Regions from separate parts of the Zea mays genome. Here regions 2 and 3 are each linked to region 1. A link is a contact called in public Hi-C data. All regions are on one chromosome and are shown on one strand. The core of a region is the stretch at or near the end of the contact, and the rest is flanking DNA. Distances in the headings are between cores, read along the strand shown.

Region 1 (3,993 bases), core at 967-3,466:
CTCTCTCTCTTGCAATGACCCTCTCAAGCGACTAGGGCTGCTACCCTAGAACCAAGCCTGCGGCAGAGGGGTATAACCTCACCGGAGAAGACAGCTATCCCCATGGACCGAAGGTCCATGACAGAGGGTGAAGTCAGGATGCAAAGCCAACAAAAACAAACACCTGCCGGCTAGCTTCAGTTTATTAGCAATAGCGGCTAATTCTACTGTCTAACCGATTTTGCTTCTACTAGACATGATTCATCCTGAAATCCATTCTGCTCACTTGCACAAACTTCCATTACATCCACTGCAACCAGAATTCTCCCTATCTGCGCGCATAGTAATAGAAATATGTGGCCTCTGAAACCAAATCATATAAGCGTTCATTTGCTCCAGTGAAGAGCGTTACTCTCTTTTTCTGCAATATCCTGAAATCCATTCTTTTTCTGTTACTTCTCGACAACCAATCTCTGGTGGTAGTCATTAGCACTGCTATGTTTGTGCACTGTGACGAGTGGGATGACTACATCAACGAACCCTACGTCGACTAGCGAAAACAACTCTGGTGTCACTGGTACGCTACTATAGCAAAAAAAAAATCTTATTTTCCTTGTTAATTTGAATCGTGATTACTATGATAGTTATCTTATTAGAGAATAGACTATACATGCATATACTCGGCATCATAAACACAATGTTAATTTAGTAATTAAATTGTCTAGTTTTTAAGAGAGATTATTGATCGGGACTTGTGGATATTGCTGAAGCCGGCTAAAGTTATTGGGGGCGTGTTTATTTAAATTTGAGAGCTCCCAATTAGCACAATGCCAAGATTTGATTATATCCATATCTATATGTATACATAATATTAAATATAAAAAATCAAAATCTTACCCCATTTATTAGCTTCACTATCCCTTAATACCGAACAATGAAGAGTTTCTTTCATGCGAACTTATATGATTCATGCTCATACGAGTTAGAATTGCTTTTGTCAAGCGGTGATCGATATGAAGCCTGATTCGAAGACTTATTGGGTTGTGCCCTCCGCATCTTACATGTAAGTTAGACTTATAAATTTTGCTCATACGAGTTAAAATAACTCGTGTATAGCGATGATACAAATAGGGTATTTGATTGAGATTATAATCTGATTAGGTTATATAATCTAACAAATTTTGATCTATTTATATAATTTGGACAGATTATAATTCGAAACAAACACCTCCAAAATCTAATTCCAACATATATTGGATCATGTTTATAATGTACGAACACAATTGCTGGTCAATGTTAAAATAAGCTTATATGTTGTGTCTTATAGTGATTATTCTACAACGTAGGAAGATTATGTTAGAAAGAAATAGCCACCTTTTAAAATATAGAAGATGTAGCAAGATAGTTATGATAACTTTCATAATCTCAAAACGCTATTCTTCAATGTTTGTTTAAGTTTGAAGTTGATGGTATTTATATCTATAGCTCCAAATTAATTTGTTATAAAAACATATTTTATAATTACTTTAATATTAGCTATTTAATATTATATGTATCGATTTTTAGCTATAAATAATTAAATTTAAGGTACAAAGATTCTAGAGTAGTATATTTTGGTACGGATAGAGCAAGAAGTGTGTGCTATTGTTGGTCGGATGTCCATTCACATATTTAATGTCTATGTGTTCAGTGTTATAGTGCTATACACGCAACATTTTTAGGCTATTCTCAGCACCTTTTCTATTTTAAATTTTAATTTTATAAACAATGTCATCGTCCCAATTTATTATTCATTCGTCTGACTTTTTTATCACAAGTTTGATCAACTCGTCTTATTCAAAAAATTGTGAAAAAACTTAAAACCCGTTGTAGTTTTGTTTATTATCAAATATACTTTACATATAACTTAAATTTTTTTGTTTTATGATTTTTTGAATAAGACAAATAGTTAAAGTTAGGGTTAAAAAAGTCAAACAAATTATATTTTGAATCGAAGGGAGTACAATATAAACTCTATTTTTTTTCAAGATCCACTTCTAGAGCGGTTAGGCAAAACCGCGCGCCATTTGGCCAGAGCCCACCGCCCAGCCAGCGAGGAATCCTGATTTGGAGCACTGGACGGGACGCGTTGCCATTAGCTGTCGCGTCAGTTACGTTTTGCTTGCCCTGTTCTCGTTCGGCCTTGACAACCCGGAAATCCTCCAGCCCTCTAGTCCCCAACGACGCAGGAAGCAGGATCGAGCCGAATCCTCCGGAACTCGCCGCCGGGGCCAACCGACCTCACACTATTGATCGAGGATGTCGTACGCCTACCTCTTCAAGTACATCATCATCGGCGACACAGGTCCGTCGCCCCCTCGCTCCCGAATCCGCTGCCACTCTGATCCCCGCCGCCCCGCCCCGCGCGGGGGGAGATTGGATCCACGCGGCTGGGGATCTGCTGTCATCTGCTCATCGGTGTTGGTACATACGAGCGGCGATTGATCGATCGGTTGGTTGGTTGTGTTGCAGGCGTGGGGAAGTCATGCCTGCTGCTGCAGTTCACGGATAAGCGCTTCCAGCCCGTGCACGATCTCACCATCGGCGTTGAATTTGGCGCCCGCATGATCACCATCGACAACAAGCCCATCAAACTCCAGATTTGGGACACGGTCCGTCCTGCTCCTCTCTTCCGTTCGTTTTTTCCTGCCCTCTTCATGGTGTTGTTTAGGTTGCGTACGAGGTTAGCAGTTTCAAGCAACGATGGCTGTAGGAATTTCGAATTGTTTCAGAAACAACGCGAACATTTTTGGGATCCTTAATTGCTGATGCCATTTATGTTCCTCTTGCGTTTTGCTGCACTGGCTTGATAATCTAGAGATTTTTGAATCACAGACCCTGGCAGTTCTGCAACATCCAGCCACTTTGTGCAAAATTGTGTTATCCTCTTGCATAAGGTCGTATATATGTCTCGGTCATACTGCTGGCTTACCAAAAAAAAATCCCAAACTTAGGTCACCAACTATCAAATCAACCAGCATATGTCGAGGTAGTGACAAAGCACCAGACTCCAACAAGCTAACAGGCTTTAGTCTAGTCTGATTATATGTTATTAATCCATGTTTTCGTATGGAATACTGCTGGCAGTACCAAAAGAACCAGTCTCGTGCGTTCTAAATTGCAAGTATGTTGCTGATTTCATTCATACTTATCAATACAAACTTAAGGAAATTATACAGTGATGTAAGAAAATATCTCCTCTTAGACAATTGGACCTATATTTATCTCAACTTAGTGTAATTGCAACACTTCTGTTTGCAAAGATATCTTCGGTAATTGCTCCAATGGTCTGGCTACACGTTTTCAAGAATTTAACACTTGTAAGTTTGTAACCAGGGTACTGTAACATGTAAAGCATTTTTATTAGCATTTCCCATATTAGTTCGAGTTTCAGAATCTGTTCATCCTTATAATTGTTTGGTTTGTTCATCATGTAGTATGTTCATGTTATTATTTTTATTTTTTTGCTTAGGAGTATGGTTTTAATGAACTACAACCACAACACATTCACCACTACTTCTGTTGAGTGTGATGTCATGAAGCGTTATATTCTCAATTGATTATGACTTGAATTTCAGGCTGGCCAAGAATCATTCAGATCTATTACTAGGTCATACTACAGAGGAGCTGCTGGAGCCCTTTTGGTTTATGATATCACTAGGTACTAGTTATATGGTTTTGTTTGGTTATATTATATGCATCTTATTTTGGCATTTACAATCACTAATGATTCTTACGTTTGGGTCACCCAACTTCAGGAGGGAGACCTTCAATCATCTCGCAAGTTGGCTAGAAGATGCCAGGCAACATGCAAATGCTAACATGACAGTGATGCTGATTGGAAACAAATGTGACCTTTCTCATAGGCGTGCTGTCAGCTATGAGGAAGGCGAACAGTTTGCCAAGGAGCATGGTCTGGTTTTTATGGAGGCATCTGCTAAAACTGCACAAAACGTCGAGGAGGTGAATTTTTTT
Region 2 (3,993 bases), core at 566-3,065, 250 kb after region 1:
AAGTGTAGCTAAACAACATATTTATTAATATGAATTAAAAAAATCCGAAATGTGCGAGCGTCTCAAAATTGTAAAAAAATACGGTTTTTAAAGGAAACTATTAGGGAGTCGAATATAGAGAACGAAATAAATGGTATAGATATATATAGAGAATGTAATATTTTATAGTGTGTTATGAAGAATAAATAATATTTTTTTAGTGGATAAAATTTAGAGAACGCTGTTGCAGGTAAGCTTACCCAAACATGAGTGTGTTGACTTTCTTGTTTAATTTTAAAATTTTTTATAAGCCTTAACTTAGACGAATAACACATTAATTTTAGTTGTCTCAAAAACCACTCCGCAAGGATTACAATTCATTTTAGCATCTAACATTATTTTGCAACCGTGGATTTTCAATTACTATATTAAGTTCTTTTTTGCGCCAATTTATGAGTATATAGATTATCTTTAGAGCACCAAAACTTATGAAACATGTTAAATTAAGACATATCTTGGTGTGATGCATTATTTGAGCTAAGAACCGCCGATAGACACATATACGTGCTATGAACCTGTAGCAGGTAGATTAGTTGTAGTTATATAATTATGTTCTTTTTACCATATTATTTGTATATGTGATCAACTATAATTTGCTAGCTAATTATGTGTTGCATATCAAAGCGTTGTATGATTTGAAGTGTTTATAGGTGGTTCAATACAACTATTGTAGAACTGTCGGCTGTTTAACCGGTTCTTAACAGTTCAACAAGTTGACCAATTTGATGCCCGATTCAGTTCTAACAACTATGCTTTATATCGTATCATATATATACAGAAACACACAAAGGCTGAAATAATCCAAATTCCATCCGAATGACAAAACGGCAAAGAAGACCAAGAATTACAAGGGCACGCGCAGGAGCAATACAGTGCCAATTTGACATGGAATTTTTGGTGTTTTTTTATTCTCCGTCTATAGTAGACTAGCTAGTAGAGACCTCCGCCTACAAGAATACGGGATACAGTACTCTATACACTATGCACCGTCTCAACCTGCTGCGTACATACATGCATATATATTCCTACATGCCCAAGTGGTACGTATATGCATGCATGGATACGTATATATAGATTATAGAGACGTAGAATAATCCTACTCTGCTAGGTACATAATAATATATATATACGGCTACGCGTAGATGGCGTAGCGCATGCTCTCGCGCACCATGAGGTGGCTGACCTCGTCGGCGGCGCGCGGCCGCCACCCCGTGACGGCCCACGCCTCCTCCGTCGCGCTGACGTCCGCGCCGTCGAAGCGGATGGCGCACGCCAGCGCCAGCAGCGCCCTGGCTAGAGCGCCACCCAGTGTCGGCGCCACCACCGCGCCGCCCGCGGCCGGAGCGGCGGCGCCACCGTCAGTATCGCCGTCTGCGCCGAGCGCGCTCTCGTCCACCACCCGCGCCGTCCGCCTCCGCCGCCCCCATCGCCATCGCCGCACCAGGCTCCACATGATCGATAGCCGGCAGCAAAAAGACGTGACAGAACTTTAATAATCCCTTCGATCTCCTTCTCTTTTCCTCCTCAGCACATCGATCCTTACGTGTGCACGCACGCTTCTGAGCTCTCAATGTCTGCTCTCTCCTAGCTAGGCAGGCGTATGTAGTTTGTTTGGGTCACGCGGCTCGCACCATGTCCATGGCACCACTCATGTTGTTTGCTAGCTTCTGCTGTCTTCTTCCTTGGCTCGGACACGCCATCATCGACCACAGCCTAGTAGTACTATATATACAAGGACGATAGGTTGTGGTGCTAGCTATGCGGGAGACTGGTTTGCTAGTTCAAGAAAGCAGGCAACATCTGTATATATGGAGGGGAGCGTGCTAGAGGAGAAAAAGCAGGGGAAGCCGGGACACGGACGATCGAGAGAGGCAGAGGACAAGGCAGGGAGACGATAGTGGTGGTGGGGAGAGGGAAGCACTACCATGGTCCATGGCTAAGAAAAGGTTAAGCTAGCTATCACGACGAACTACTCTGTAGTGGCCTAGTGGGATCGAGGATTCTGCTGGGTGGTGACGATGGTGCCCGTTTCTATCATCCCGGATTTATTATCTAACGCGGACCGCGCCAACGGGCCTTTAGATGCCATAATAATTAACCCTCCTGTCTGGGCATGTTTGGTAGCGTTCTAGACAGAATCCAGAATTGCTAAACAGTATTTTATACGAAAAAAAATGAACCTAGCACTAATCTGATGATGTGATTTCCTAAAAAAAGGTTTTCTTGATAACCTCTAAACAAGTTATTGGGTAGTCTATTTCAACCACTCACTTATAAAAAAATCAGTTATTCTACTCCTTAAACTTAATAAAAATATATCTAATAAACCTTTTAAGGCACAATAGTTAAAGTATACATAACCCCACTAGTACAAAATTTAAACGCTACACGCCCGGTTGGAATCGAACCTCCAATCTCACCCTCACGTGACCACTCCACCTATAACTTACTTTTTCTCTATATGGAAATTTTGTTGCCCACATATTATAATCAACTGAGTGTAAATTGATTGTTTGAGGCTCTAAACGATGTCAAACAAAAAAGTTGTCAACTACAAAGTTGAATAACTTTTGAAGTTCTACAACTTTTATTTTGCTACTTTTTCCATCTGAGGTTATTTGCAAAATTTACATTTTAAATTTGACAAATTTATATGCAAGTCTTGACGGCCAAAATGATTTCAAATAAAAAGTGGTCGGTTTTAAAGTTTCATAACTTTTAGAAATCTACAATTTTTATATTGGTGGTTTTTTTCATACGAGGTTATTTGATAAACTCAAAAAAATCAGGATAAAAATAATCTTTAGTGGCAGTTTCTTAAGGAACAGCCGTAGAAATATAATTTCTACAGTTGGTTTTCTTAAAGAACCACCACTATAAATATCACTTGCGCTTGATAACTCAAACCGCATGTAAAAATTAGAACTCACCGTAGGCATAGAGGTATTTTCTACTAGTGCCCTAGCATGGGAATAGTTGAGTCTAATAAATATATAATGTGTAAGTATGGAACATTTGTTGGAAAAAAGCTATGACAGTGGATGCTTGTTCCGTTTATCTTTGCATGACACATGTAATAAGTCTGTGAAGAATGTTGTTTCGATTGAGTCGAATATTTGGCATTCACGACTTTGCATATCAATTTTGGTTGTGTCTCGTGGCTAGCAAATTTAAATTTAATCCCTAAATTTGATTTAGTCAAAGGTTTCAAGTGCTAGGTGTGCGTGCAATCTAAGCAACCTCGCAAGCCTCATAAGACTGTGGAGGCGAGGAATTTGGCACCACTAGACTTAATACATTCCAATTTATTTATGTGAGATGAACGGGATATTGACTAAAGGTGGCAAGCGATATTTTATAACTTTTATCGATGATTCTACTACATTTTGTTATGTGTATGTTTTAAAATCAAAAGATGAAGGTTTGCATTACTTTGAGACCTACAAAGTAGAAGCTGAAAATCAACTTGAGAGAAAACTTAAATGGTTAAGGTCTGATCGTGGTGGAGAATATTTTTCGAGTGATTTTTTTGACTTTTGTGTGGAACATGGTATTATTCATGAGAGGACACCGCCATACTCACCACAATACAATGTGGTTGTTGAAAAAAGAACCGTACTCTAACTGATTTGGTTAATGCCATGTTTGAGACTTCGGGACTATCTAAGGAATGGTGGGGGTGAGGCGATCTTGACTACGTTTCATGTCCTTAATAAAGTTCCCACAAAGAACAAAGAAATCAGACCATTCGAGGAATCGGAAAAGAAGAAATTAAATGTCTCCTATTTGCACACCTGGGGTTGTTTAGCTAAAGTGAATGCGCCAATTAACAAGAAGCGCAAATTAGGACTGAAAACTATTGATTGTGTTTTCCTTGGGCATGCTTTCCACAATGTTGGATATAGATTCTTAATTAATAAACCTTGGAGTACCGGACATGTTGGTAGGTACAAT
Region 3 (3,993 bases), core at 964-3,463, 180 kb before region 1:
ATTCAGAGGTAGATTCTCTTCTTTCATAAGAGAAACCAAGGAAGTCACCTCATCCAATCTTCTTTCTTCAGAAAACCCCTCCAGAATGGACAAATAAGTTCTTGCACTAGAAGGGACGCTGTTCTTCTTCATTAGCTCAAATAATTCAAAGACATCAGCAAGCTCTATAGTCTTCCACACAGAAGTTGCTTTCAAAGGTACATGTTCTGCTAGCCTCCTCTGTAAAAGATGTCTAAGCAAGATAAAAAAGGTAAAATGATTTGGCATAGAAGCAACACCCGTCATGTGCTTCAAGATTGTAACTGCACGATCTGTCTGTCCAATACTTGTATGGCCATCAATCAAAGTGTTATATGCCATTGCATCTACAATGGTCCTACATTTTTTCATCTCCGTCACAACATTTTCTGCTTCATCAAGCCTGCCTTCATTGCAGTATGCCCGCACAGAAGTAGTATAAGTGACAACATCAGGACTACACCCCTGTGACACCATTTGCCCCCAAATCCTTGTGGCTAACCCATAGTTCCTCTCGTTGAAAAGTCTGTTGATTACAATTGTATAATTCACCGTTGAAGGCTTGACATCTTTTTGTAGCATCTCATCTATAAAGAATAATCCTTCTTGTGATCCCTTCGTCTTGCATAGATTTTCAATGAATGGGCTATATGTATAGGTATCTGGTGCATAACCAGCTGAAATCATATTTTCCAAAAATGTGCACGCAACATCGAATTTACCAGCCTTGCATAACCCATTTATCACCGTATTGAATGTCACAGAATTAGGTCTTATGCCTCTATATTCTAGGCCATCAAAAAGAGAGCAAGCTTCATCAACTTTCCCAGTCTTACACAGAGCATCAATCAACACATTGTAAGTGTACTGATCAGCAGCTAAACCATTTCCTTCCATCAAACGGAGTAATCTGAAAGCGCTTCCTATATGACCATCAATGCACTGGCCTCGAATCAACAAATTGTATGTCACAACATCTGGCTCTACTCCACATTCTCTCATCTGGTCCAACAAAGCCATTGCTTTGTACACTTTCCCAGCATTACAGAAACCTTGCACAATTGCATTGTATGTCCAGACATTTGGTTCACACCCTTTAAACCTCATGGATTCAAACACCCTCACTGCACCACTCATCCTCCCCTCCCTGCAGTAGGCATTCACGACAATTGTGCATGTTACAACACAAGGCATCAACCCACTGTCAAACATCTCATTCAGTATTTTCTCAGCCTCTTCAGCCTTCTGCTCCCTACACCATAAATCGACCAGTGCTGCATATGCACGAGTGGTTGGCCTCCATCCCAGCTCCTTCATCTTCTGCAGCATACATAGACCCTCCTCTCCTCTTCCGGCATCACACAGCCCCTTTACCAAGGCCGCGTGTGTGTACATGTCTGGTTGCGTCATTTCCCTGAACAACTCCAGTGCCTCATCGATCCTGCCTGCCTCACAAAATCCTTCGATCAGAGCAGCGTAAGAAACCGCATCTTGTGAGAATCCTCTGAACGGCATTTTGCAGAACAAGTCATGGGCCACTTCCAGCTGCTGCGTGCGACAGTAACCCAATATCAAAGAGTTGAACGTGAAAGCGTCGGGGCGCCAACCGGAGCGGACCATGAGGCTGAGGTACCGTTGGGCGTGGCGGAGATCGGCGCGGCGGCAGAGGGCACGGATGAGTGCATTGTAGGTAGCACCCGTGGGTGCAGGCGGGGCGTGGCGGTACATGTGGGCGAACAGCCGGAGCATGAGCGGCGTCAGCGCGTAGCGGGAGAAGTGGGTGAGGAGGGAGCGGAAGGGACGGTCGAAGAATGGACGGAGCGGCGGCGGGGAGAGGGCGTGGAGGCGGAGCACGACCGGGAGTGAGATGTCGAGGAGGTGGCGGGACGGCGCGGCGGCGCGGGCGACTGCGGCCGCGAGGCGGAGCGGCAACGGGACGAGGAGTGTGCGGGGTAGGGACGGCGCGAGGAGGGCAGGGAGTTGCGGGAGCGAGGGGTGGAAGCGCCAGTCCGGGGAGGAGAGCACAGCGGCGAGATGCGCGATGAGCGCGGCGGGAGATGGAGAGGGCGGAGGGGATGCCATGGGGGGGGTGGAGACGTTGCGGGGAATGCCGGAGATGGATGAGCTGGTGGTGGAAGCGGCGGTGACGATGACGACCGGGCCACCGGGGGGATTCGTTTGCACGTCGAGAATTAGCGACGCCGGCACGGCGCCGTCACAATTGTTGGGGATCTCATGTGCAGACGTGCAGTTCGACTGGACTTCCTAGCCCTCGATACGAAGCCAAAATTGAGAGTCTCAAAATTACAAATTTCTCACGAACAAATATGAAGTCCAAGGTTCTCCAGCCAAAGCGTGTGGTGGTGTTGTCGATGTCGTTGGACCTCGGCGGAGCTCCGGCAGGTTTTGTGTCCACACGAGGGTGGAGTCGCTTGACCTAATTGGCAGGTTAGCTCTCCCTCACCTCGTCGCTTTCTTCTCGCTCTGGACGATTTCTTCTTCTGCACGTGCTAGTTTCCACGGAGGCTGGCAGTGGGTTCAACGTCGCCCTCCCTCAGGGTGTGAGGAGTGGCCTCATCTCAGATCTAATGGTGCTCGATCATCGCTGACGTCCGAAAAGATGGAGGCGAAAGGGTGCACTCATAAATGGGAGAGAGGCAATAACAAGGAGAATACCCAAGAGCAGCAGCATTGAGGAAGGAATAGGAATTTGAGCTGGCGCTTGAAGCCACCTCCAAGGAGGATTGACCCCAAAGGCGATTTCGCAGGCTCATCATCAACTAGAGAGATGATGGTGCAAGGTAACCCTAATGCTATGATCCCTTCACCAGTGGTAGATCGTGATTTTGGGAGGAGATTTTTCTACCAGATCTGTGGGAAAGAGGGTCACCACGCTAGGGACTGCTCAAAGTCTCTATGGTGTGAGATCTGCAAGACACCGGACTAGTTTTGGGCGGAGGCGATTAACACAGCCTGCTACTCCATCAACGGATTATACCTTCACAGAATCCTCAAGAAGACATCGTATGAACTCCTTACTGGTAAAAAGCTCAATGTTTCTTATTTTAGAGTCTTTGAGAGCAAATGCTTTATTCTTATTAAGAGAGGTAGAAGTTCTAAATTTGCTCCTAAAGCAATAGAAGGCTTTTTACAAGGTTATGACTCAAACACAAGGGCATATAGAGTCTTCAGCAAATCCACGAGATTAGTTGAAGTTTCTTGTGACATTGTGTTTGATGAGACTAATGGCTCCCAAGTGGAGCAAGTTGATCTTGACGAATTAGATGATGAAGAGGCTTCGTGCATCGCACTAAGGAACATGTCCATTGGTGACGTGTGTCCAAAAGAATCCGAGGAGCCCACACAAGCACAAGATCAACCATCATCTTCCATGCAAGCATCTCCATCAACTCCAGATGAGAATAAGGCTGAAGAAGAAGAGGATGAAGATCAAGACATTGATCAAGGGGGAGATGAAGATGATAATGAAGACAAGGAAGATGAACAAGAGATTCAGGATCAAAGATCGCCACACCTAAGAGTCCACCAAGCAATTCAAACAGATCACCCCGTCAACTCCATACTCAGTGATATTCATAAGGGGTAACCACTAGATCTCGAGTTGCTCATTTATGTGAACATTACACTTTTGTGTCTTCTATTGAGCCATACAGGATAGAGGATGCATTAAGAGATCCGGACTAGGTGGTGGCAATGCAAGAGGAGCTTAACAACTTCACGAGGAATGAGGTATGGTATTTAGTTCCGCGTCCTAACCAAAATGTTGTAGGTACCAAATGGTATTCCGCAACAAGCAAGATGAGCATGGTGTGGTGACAAGGAACAAAGCCCGACTTGTTGCAAAAGGTTACTAACAAGTCAAAGGTTTGGATTTTGATGAAACTTATGCACCCTTAGCTAGGCTTGAGTCAATTCGTATATTACTTGCCTATGCTACTTACCATGGCTTTAAGC

The links. Hi-C and Micro-C count contacts between places; a contact is called where the count stands out from the background.
Region 2: a Hi-C map of endosperm shows a contact between it and region 1, with 2.9 times the contacts expected there. The contact joins the promoter of LOC100275671 here to the promoter of LOC542765 in region 1. A contact is called at or near these places in 5 of 25 Hi-C or Micro-C datasets (bundle sheath, ear, endosperm and 2 more).
Region 3: a contact with region 1 is called in a Hi-C map of ear, with 4 times the contacts expected there. The contact joins the enhancer-like site here to the promoter of LOC542765 in region 1. A contact is called at or near these places in 8 of 25 Hi-C or Micro-C datasets (bundle sheath, ear, endosperm and 3 more).

What each region holds. Positions count from the first base shown.
Region 1 is chr4:132,642,028-132,646,020 of Zm-B73-REFERENCE-NAM-5.0, forward strand. It overlaps LOC542765 (ras-like gene), which reads left to right and starts at 2,217. Exons shown (of 6, transcript NM_001112273.1): 1 at 2,217-2,323; 2 at 2,491-2,630; 3 at 3,597-3,679; 4 at 3,777-3,981. The coding sequence starts at 2,278.
Region 2 is chr4:132,893,985-132,897,977 of Zm-B73-REFERENCE-NAM-5.0, forward strand. LOC100275671 reads right to left here and starts at 1,816. Exons shown (of 1, transcript NM_001149701.2): 1 at 1,066-1,816. The coding sequence starts at 1,492. The coding sequence ends at 1,172.
Region 3 is chr4:132,466,263-132,470,255 of Zm-B73-REFERENCE-NAM-5.0, forward strand. It overlaps LOC103653689 (pentatricopeptide repeat-containing protein At5g65560), which reads right to left. Exons shown (of 6, transcript XM_008680517.2): 3 at 1-2,283. Among protein-coding and RNA genes, the nearest start is that of LOC103653689, 17 kb to the right of the region's middle. Within about 2 kb of position 2,214, at least 8 of the 20 cell types and tissues checked have an H3K27ac peak or open chromatin away from gene starts, as enhancers often do. A contact at or near this core is called in ear, where this site is marked.